2 separate regions of the Mus musculus genome follow, and region 2 is linked to region 1. The links are chromatin contacts, called in public Hi-C maps. All regions are on one chromosome and are shown on one strand. The core of a region is the stretch at or near the end of the contact, and the rest is flanking DNA. Distances in the headings are between cores, read along the strand shown.

Region 1 (4,722 bases), core at 855-3,354:
CACGTAACTTCTCTCTACAGACACATTTGATTAAAGGTATCAGATCAGCATCGACACCTTCGCTGGGTAAGGTCAGAGAAGCCAGCTTCTCCCACACAAGAGAAAATCTATACCTTCGTTACAAACCATGCTACCCTAGGCGACAAAGAAAAAGTATTCTGAGGGTGGGGCAGGCCGGCAAGTTTGATAGTTTGTTCTAGACAGCACACATTTCCCATTTTTCAAAGCTTGATGAACCATAGTGATAATACTAGATAAAAAAATATAAGTTCAGGATTTTTTTCTTTCCTTTCTTTTTTCTTCTCCTTCCTTTTATTCTCTCACACCCCAAACTTCTCTTCCTCACTTGAAAGCTATCTGCATTTGCTGGGAGCCTGGCTTCAGGTTCCATGACGAAGCACGAGCTCCCCCTACCGACGTTCTTGAAGAAAGACAGGATCTGTCACTCTCCACCACAGATTTTTTTTTTTTTTTTTTCTTCTCTCCTAAATTTGGTCCAACTAGTAGAAAATTATTTAAATACGTGCACACTTGAAAATTCTTGTGTTTTGAGGGAGGATTCGATTTTCACTTCTGGAGAAATATTTTAGCCAGCGTATTAATGCAAATGCTTTCATTCCCATGAAAGCTATAACAGCACTCCATTCAGAGACAGTACGGTTTAGAAGTCTTTTACCAGGCTGTGTGTTCCAGCATGAAATTGATGTAAAACTCAGTAGTTTAAAAGAAAGTGCTCTGCCATTTCAGAAAAACAAACAAACAAACAAACCCCCAAGAATTCAGAATCCTGCTGGCAGTGGAGAATTGCCAGCAGGAACAGCAAAGAACAGGCCAGGAACCAAAATATAACACAGGAGTGATGTGTGTCACGGAAAGAGGTTGAGACTAGTCAAGCAATTATAGGTAAGGTGTCAAGTATGCATGGTTTCACTTTTATTTTCTGGACACCTTTGGCATTGGTGTTTAAATTCTGGGATGCAGTTAACATGGATTTCCAAGCTGCTTGTCATGTATTCCATGTTCTTAAATTTGGGGTTAATAAAACCCATCCAGAATAACTTTACAATCCAGATGGTGCCATACTGATGTGATACAGAAGGGCAGTGGTTTAGAGAAAGCCCAAGGATGCCTCACAGACTGTGGCTCATGAAAGATGAGTGAGAGATGTCTGGAAAGAGCTGGTGAACAAGACAGTGAGAAATGAGGGTGTGGAAGGTCAGGCCCTTAAAGTCTAAGATGTGGACAAGATGCCCAGTTGTCTGTAATGGAAACCAGTTTATTATTAAACAGATACTTCATCTGCTGGCATTTTGAGGACACTGATATAGAATCAGGCAGCACTGATAAAGGACTGGGGACCACTTAGAGGAGTCTACAGATGAGCATAAGGAACCACTGCCCTTAGCAATGAGATTCCTCTGCAGATCGATCTGAAGTTTCTTGGGCCATACCTGCACAGAGGTGTATCTTCAGAAGGATCAAGTACAAGTCCCTGGGTGAACAACACTATCCTGCCAAGGAACTCCATTTTATACCTGTGTCCAGAATGCTGATGGGGCTGCTGTATCGTGTCAGGAAACGATTATTTTGTGCATCTCATCTTGACCCCACATTTATTATTATGTTGGTGAGTAATTAAGTCACAAGAAGTGAGTTTGCACCATGGAAATTGGAAGAAGCTACAAGTAGAAGATCTTACATCACCCAGAAAGCTGATTGCTCAACACAGATCATCAGCATATTCTCATACATACCACATGCATGTACATATGTGCGCATGCATGTGTATATAGTCACCAGAGAATCTTAAGCAAAAAGAGGTGAAGTTATTTTTGTCAACTATCCTCTCCCGTATTACACTCCACAGAACCCCTTGAGCATATCCCATTATCATAGTCAGAAAGGAGATTTTCAGAGCAGGGTGAAACCTGTTATTTAAAAAAAAAAAAATAACCATTCATCTGGCACATCAGAGTCAAGAAGAGTACGTTTCAACCCTGCTATGCTTAATAAGGAGAAAAAAAAATCCCTTCTGGGTCATTACTGGAAATGTCAGCTGCTGCAGTCTGTCATCTTTCGGTTGATGGAGCATACACATTCCATTCAAGTCACTGGGCTTGACTCTCAGCTCACATCCCTTACTGTGTGGTCCATTCAGCCTGAGTGTCCTTTGCCTTATCTGTGAAAGAGAGACAACATATCCCATCCCACCAGGGCAACAATAGAATGACAGAAAGGTCATGGGTTATTAAGCCATCATCAGCTTAATAATAATAAAAAAGAAAAAAAAAGGACTACAAATAGATATTGGTCCAGTTGTCCATGTCAGTCGCTCTCTGTCTTTCACCTTTGATGAGTTAGAGAAACCCCGCTGGGACCAGGTGATGAAAGGATCAGAATCGTCCTCCTGTGGTTTAGAAGCTTACAAGCTTGTCCGTGCTATAGGTTGGTACTTGAGGAGGGTGGGGGCCGAGCCTCGCTGCAGAATCAAGTAAGATCTACAAGGCACGATGAAGTCTGGGTCTCACCGCCTCTAAAAATAAACCCCCAAAGCCAGACTTTCCAAAGGATCTCTCTAAAAGCAAATCAAAAGGACCTAGAACAGGCTTGCTCATCCCCACATGCCCTTGAATGGAAAACCTCGGTGTGCTAAGTGATAGGAAAGCGGTAGCCAGCACCGAACCAATGGCGGACACAGAATAAGATTGTACGCCTCACAGGCCTCCCTCAAGAAATAGAGAGGGAGGTGGAAAAAAAAAAGGCAGAGAGGTGAACAGGAGCATGAAAGACCTTTTTCATTCCCAATTAAGTGTGGAATGAAAGAATGTGATCCGTGCGAAAAAGAACACGGCTGCTGCTGGCAGCGGTGAATGCCGAGCACCGTTTTAATATTTGCTGTCTGCCATTAGGAAGAAAGAGCCTGGATAATTGCCCAAATTTCATAACCTTTAATTATATACATCCCCGAGGACAAATTAAAGAATGTGCCAATAATACCTGAGATTCAGGTTAGCGTTCTGGAAGCTGTCAGATGCCTGCCTTGTAGGGTAGGGGAATTTTCTTAGATATTTTTCACACCTTGTCCGGGAGGGAGAAAGCAAGAAGGTTGGGGAAGGATTTAAGAGTTCTGATGTGGCTCTTGTTTCACTTGTGTCCACGGCCCCTTTTCTTCACTGTCCCATAGGCACCCGGCTGTGAGGGACCTCCAGGGAAAGATTCCAAGCAGTCACACTTAAGATCTATTTTACAGGATCAAAGTAGTTACAGTGGCCCAGTCTTCACATTCTTCCTTTGTCAGGAGGCTTTGAAGATGTGATGTAGTACTCCTGGGGCTGGCCTCCTTTAGCAGAGCTTTCTAGAGGAGTCTGATAAGGCATCGGTGCTTGGAATGATGTATAGACACGAGAAACAGGAGGAAGGAACAAGGCTGAGACCAGGGCTGACAGCAGGATGAAAACAGGCTCCATGACGTGTATGAGCTTCCAAAGGGACAAGAGTAGAGGGCACGCCAGAGCCAGACTGCAGGAAGCCATGCTCTGGTGTGTGCTCACAGTCAGCTGACACAGTGGCATTTTGAACCTCAGATCTAAGGGTGACAGTACCTCTGTGTCCTGTAAGCACCGAGGGTGCCTTTGTCAAATTAGGGAACTGGAAAAGTGGTTAGAATGCTAGTTGTGTCACTAAGCAGAGCTTCCCCATTGGCACACACACAAACACACGCCACTTGCTGTCATTTAGTTCCTCCCTGTACTAGGATATATTTATAAATATTGGCCTTGGTGCATGGATGTTGGGGCATAAGGTTTACTGGAGAAGCTAGACTTAAGATGCCTGAAGTATATTAGAAAATATGAGTTTGCAACATCAAAACTCTGCATATGTCAAAGCAGTATATACAGATATAGATGATATAGATAATACAGGTATCCATGATAGATATAGATAGATAATATAAATATAGATAGATAGAGGTATAGATATGGATATAAATTTAGATATAGACATAGATATAGGTATAGGTATAGGTATAGATATAGATATAGATAGAGGTATAGGTATAAGTACAGGTATAGGTATAGATATAGATATATAGATATAGATTTGTTGACTCCACAAATAACTGGTTAGTATTCCATAAATTCCTTGGGATCAAGGAAGATAATCTTATTTTTCAGTCTACCTTCATCAATACACTAGACAGAGAAGCATAACTTATAATATATAGATAGATATAGATAGATGATATACGCAGGTAGATAGATGATAGATAGATAGATAGATAGATAGATAGATAGATAGATAGATAGATAGATAGATAGATAGATATGTCCATATGACAGGGTTTATTGTGGGCTTTGTTTCAAGCAGCCACAGAAGCTGATACTGTCAACTGTAGTGCGCTGAGCCCGAAAATCTCTCCCAAATACCAGAGAACTGAGGTACTGATGTGAGTCTGAGTTCAGTAGTTTGAGATCCAGATGTACCAGCACTGAAAGGCAAGGAGAGATAGATGGGAGTTGAAGCTGGGGTGGGGGATCCCTCCTTTCTCAAATATTTTTGATCCAAGAAATTGATGGATTCCCATTTACAGAAGTGACGGTAGCTTTCTTTACCCAGTCTACTGAATCACAGGAAAAATTCTCCTACTCTTCAAAGCTGCTTAATTCCAAGGCAGAATGAGTTTTCCTTACAGATGAATTATTGTGAAGGGAATGTGCAGAT
Region 2 (4,786 bases), core at 862-3,361, 200 kb after region 1:
ACATAGAGTTGGAGAAGGATCCAAAGACAAAGTTGATCCAAAGACAGCCAGAAGAAGACTGTCTTCTACAAGAAGCCAGGAGGAGGCTTTCTTCCATGAAAGATGGAGCTTGAGCATAGGACTTCAAAGCTCATAGTGCCTCATTTTCTCTAGCAAGGCCACGCCTACTCCAACAAAGCCACACCTAATAGTGCCTCTTCCTATGGGCCTAGCATATTCAAACCACCACAGCCACTTTCCCCAAAATTTTTACCTCCCAATCCTCTGAAGCTGTGAATATGTATTACATGACAAGGAGGCTGGAGATTAAAGTAGTAAATAGAACTGAAGTTGCAGGACATCTAACCTTAAAATCAGAAGGTAGCCTGAATTATTTGGGTCATTTTAACACAAACATAAGATCCTTGACTGGAGAAGGGAGAAGCAGAAAAAAAGCAGAGGTAGCACTCACTGTAAGAGAACCTTGAGGGGGAAATGGTTTTGATCTATTTTTTTCCATTCTCATAAATGTTGGTCAAAGACTAATTCCTCTTTTTGTAGCAATGTATGGTGACCTCAAATATGGTAGAAATCCATTTTGAGCTAATAAGGAACTGTAAGACCCAGAATGCATGTAGCCCTTAGAAACTGGAAAAGACAAGATATTGGAAAGTCCCTGGTAGTTTAGAAAAGAACACAGCCATGCCACCACCTTGAAGTTGGTTTGGGTGTCTGAGCTCTAAAAATGTTAGTTTGGGGTAATGCTTTATCAAGGCATTAGGAAAACAACAGAATGAACTGCTTCTTTGAAATTTGATTTTTCTTCCCTCTCTTTGGATATGGCAGAAGCTCCACCATTTATTCAGGTCACAAGTAGGTGCTCTCTTTATTCCTTCTTCTCCAGATGCACCCATCTATAACAACATCAGGTTCTGTAGATTTTCGCTAACAAGTCGCCCACTGAGTCCTTCACTAATTCAGATCATCTGCATCAATAACTTCAAGAGGAGGGAAGCAGCACTCACCATTCACCAGCCTCTCTCCACTGAACAGCCAGTTAAATCTGTCCTGAAGATTTCACGTTTAGATCTGTCTCCTTGAAACACTTCTATGATGTGCTTTGTCGCTCAGTCAGAGTGTCCTTACATGGTTTTAGATCCTCCATTGTTTACCTGTCTTCTATCATATTTCCCAATACTCACCATAATAAAAGCATTCCCTCAAGTGTTGGTGATGGCTTCTGGGTCTCCAAAGCTACAATTTGGGTGTAATTAGTGCTCCATTTTCATCTATTTTTAAGACCCAGATTTACTCCCTTCATCTTGTACAAGGTCCACTAAAGAGCACCCTGACGTCAGGACCTTGGGCTCTCATCCTAACACAGTCATCACAGTAATTAATGTTTATTCTCTATGAGGGCAGCTTCTACTGAACTTTTTACTATGCTATTTCTATCCTGGGCACAGCATAGTTAGGAATAGTTAGCACAGTCAAGTTAGGAGTAACTGTAATATATTGCTATATTTACATTACCATTAATGTCTTACTGTGTCTAATTTACATATTAATATTTTGTAGACATGTATGGGAAATGCAGAGAAGTATCTGGGGCTGCAATTTCAGATGTACATTGGGGAGGGATTATTACTGGAGTTTCACAATCAGAAAGTAGTGCATGTCTACAGGTGTATTACTTAGAGGAACTTGGAAAATACTCAAACAGGGAACAAAAGCAATCCTGGTGGTGGGTTTCTTGTTACCCAGAAGCGTACAAGAACAGAAATCATGTTTTCTGACTTTGAACAGAAGATTGCCAGTGCAACAACTAGTTCAAGCCCTCTGAACCTGCATCCTATCTGTAATTAGACATGTCTCATAGGTTTGTTATGAGAAAGAATGCTCTGCAAGAACCCAACAGAAGCAGAGAACCAGCCAGACACACAACTTAGGGCACAGACAGAACTCTGGGAAAGCCCACCCCATCTATCACTGGTACCGCCCCCTGGGCAGAACTCTACTTCTGATTGGGTAATTTCCTGTCTGTCTTACCGTTCCCAACTGCGGAGCCCAATCGCGTCAGGCTCCGCGAGGCGCCAGTCTTCCGGTACAGCGCTTGCATCGCGGCGGGCGGAAGTGGCGCCGCTTTTTTGAAATCGGCCGAGTGGGCTCGCGCCGGACCCGAGCCGCCGGGGGTGCCATGTCCACCCCTCCGCTGGCGCCCACGGGCATGGCGTCCGGGCCCTTCGGCGGCCCGCAGGCTCAGCAGGCCGCGCGCGAGGTCAACACGGCCACGCTGTGCCGCATCGGGCAGGAGACCGTGCAGGACATCGTGTACCGCACCATGGAGATCTTCCAGCTGCTCAGGAACATGCAGGTGGGCGCCTGGGGTGACAGAGCTGGTGAAAGCGGGCCTCCGCGGGCGACCTCAGGGTGGCCGGGTCGCCTCTACACCCCAGGTCCTCAGCGTGTATCCCCTTGCCCTGAGAGGCCGCAGGTGTGGAGGTCCCACCTCCTCCTTACCCCATACCTGGAAGACCTCAGGCTGGCCATCCTGCTTTACACCCTTGGTTCCCAGTATGTGTCTGTCTCACGCCCTGGAAAACCCTCAGGCATGGACACACCCCCTTATACCCAAAGTCCCCACCGTGCATCTATCTCTTGCTCAGGGTTACGACGGGTGGACACCCCGTTATGCCAATGTCCCCAGCATGAGTCTGCCATCTGACATGAGCGATTCCAGACATGGTCACCCCTATTTTCCCCAGAACTGTTACCCAGCATGCGTCTCTCCCCCACCCCAGGCGACTCCTATACTAGCTATGCTCATTACCGCTAGAAGTGTCACAAGCATATCTGTCCCCCAACCCCATCGTGCTTTTCAAAGTTCAAATGGATCACGCTGTACTTGCTTTTTAAAATTACTTTAAAAATTTTAGAGCAAAATTTCTCCTGAAGGAGATGCCCCGAAGCTGAAGAATTCAGACAATAGTGTAACCCCTTTCTAGACTTAACTAGACTACAGTAAGCTGTGCAAATGTAAAGTTATGGCATATGTTTAGGAATATACTTGTGACCTTATCATAGTTGCAAGAGTGAAAACAAGTGTTATCCAAGAAGTTTCCTTGCATCCCGTGGCATGTTTGCCTCCATCCCCAGGGAGCCAGTGTTAGTGTTTTTCCAGTTGTATGTGATAAGAATCACATAGCATGTGAGCTCTATTGGTCCAGGTTCTTTCAGCATATACTTATGTTATTTTTTTCTCTTGCTAATTTGTTGAGTGACTACGTGGCAGCCTTTGCATTCGTTCATCTGTATGAACGAATTTGTAAATAATGACAAAAATTTTTTAATGGATTTTTTTGTATGGGAATGTGTTTCAGTTGATTTCAGAGTGGAATAGCTGAATTATGTATGTATGTGTGTGTGTGTGTGTGTGTGTAATTTTTTTAATGTGTCTGATCTATTTGAATCTCCATCTCTGAGGGTCCTTGTTTACCTCTGCTTTATCGTCATTTGTTACTGTTGTCTCTCTTTACTTTCCCAGGTACTTAAGTCGGCCACTCATTTCTTTTCTTCTTGAGGAGCAGAGGGTTTATCATTTTGAGGGCATCCTACTTGTTGATTTGTTCATCCATAGTTCTTGCTTTTGGTATCAAACTTAAAATTTAAAAAGCAATGGATGTTTCCTGTGGAAGTTTTGCTCTTTGAATCTCTCCTTGTGTTTATCTCCTGGCTAGATTCTGAAGGGATGATATGGGCAATCCGTTTGGGTCTAAGTTCATCTTTTGGCTCCAGATTGTGACAGTACCATTTGTTAGTCGTTCTTAGAGCTTGCTTATCCTCACATTACAAGATGCAGAAAGCATCTTTGTTCTACTCCTGAGGAGCCTGTGGGTCAGCGAAGTAAACTGACTGCCCCAAAGCTACTCAGCATAGTATAATTGATGCCATATCTGGAGCCTGTTAACATCTTTTACTTCTATGGGTGCCTGTCTTAGTCAGGGTTTCTATTCCTGCACAAACATCATGACCAAGAAGCAAGTTGGGGAGGAAAGGGTTTATTCAGCTTACACTTCCATGCTGCTGTTCATCACCAAAGGAAGTCAGGACTGGAACTCAAGCAGGTCAGGAAGCAGGAGCTGATGTAGAGGCCACGGAGGGATGTTACTTACTGGCTTGCCTCACCTGGCTTGCTCAGCCTGCTCTCTTATAGAACCAAGACTACCAGCCCAGAGATGGTCCCACCCACAAGGGGCCTTTCCCCCTTGATCACTAATTGAGAAAATGCCTTACAGTTGGATCTCATGGAGGCATTTCCTCAACCGAAGATCCTTTCTCTGTGATAACTCCAGCTGTATCAAGTTGACACAAAACTAGCCAGTACAGTGCCCTAAAGAGTATTTTATGGCTTTTGTTTGCCTTAAGAAAAGATAATTGAGATTTTCTTCTTCGATTTTTATAAACGTGTTTCTGTTTTGTGGGACTCTCTTAGCACTCTATCAGTAACTCAGTGTGAAATGTTACACAAAGATAGTACCATGATAAGTGGACTCAAAAGAGAAGTTTGAAATTCTTTGGCAGTTTCAAGTGAATGGATTCATAACGAAATGTCTAGAGTGTGGATTGTATGATGTCTCCGAATTCAGCGGGCACTGTGTTTCTTATATTTAAGCCTGCCCTGTGCCAGCAGCTGGGTTAGAGTGTGTAGAAGCAGGTATGGTCACAGACACTAAACCCTCGCCAATTACTCTTCTTGGTCGGGTACATAATTGTAAGAACAATTTCAAGAGGTATTTTTTTTATTCCT

What was found. Hi-C and Micro-C count contacts between places; a contact is called where the count stands out from the background.
Region 2: a Hi-C map of the C2C12 cell line shows a contact between it and region 1, with 5 times the contacts expected there. The contact joins the promoter of Med30 here to the enhancer-like site in region 1. A contact is called at or near these places in 4 of 39 promoter capture datasets (the 3T3-L1 cell line and liver), 7 of 484 Hi-C or Micro-C datasets (the C2C12 cell line, Th1 cells, adipose-derived mesenchymal stem cells and 3 more) and 2 of 115 datasets of contacts at active chromatin or transcription factors (the SCID.adh cell line and bone marrow-derived dendritic cells).

Annotation. Positions count from the first base shown.
Region 1 is chr15:52,506,712-52,511,433 of GRCm38.p6, forward strand. No RefSeq gene overlaps it. Among named protein-coding and RNA genes, the nearest start is that of Gm23267, 9.4 kb to the left of the region's middle. Within about 2 kb of position 2,105, at least 2 of the 459 cell types and tissues checked have an H3K27ac peak or open chromatin away from gene starts, as enhancers often do. A contact at or near this core is called in the C2C12 cell line, where this site is marked.
Region 2 is chr15:52,710,334-52,715,119 of GRCm38.p6, forward strand. Med30 (mediator complex subunit 30) reads left to right here and starts at 2,112. Exons shown (of 4, transcript NM_027212.2): 1 at 2,112-2,353. The coding sequence starts at 2,177.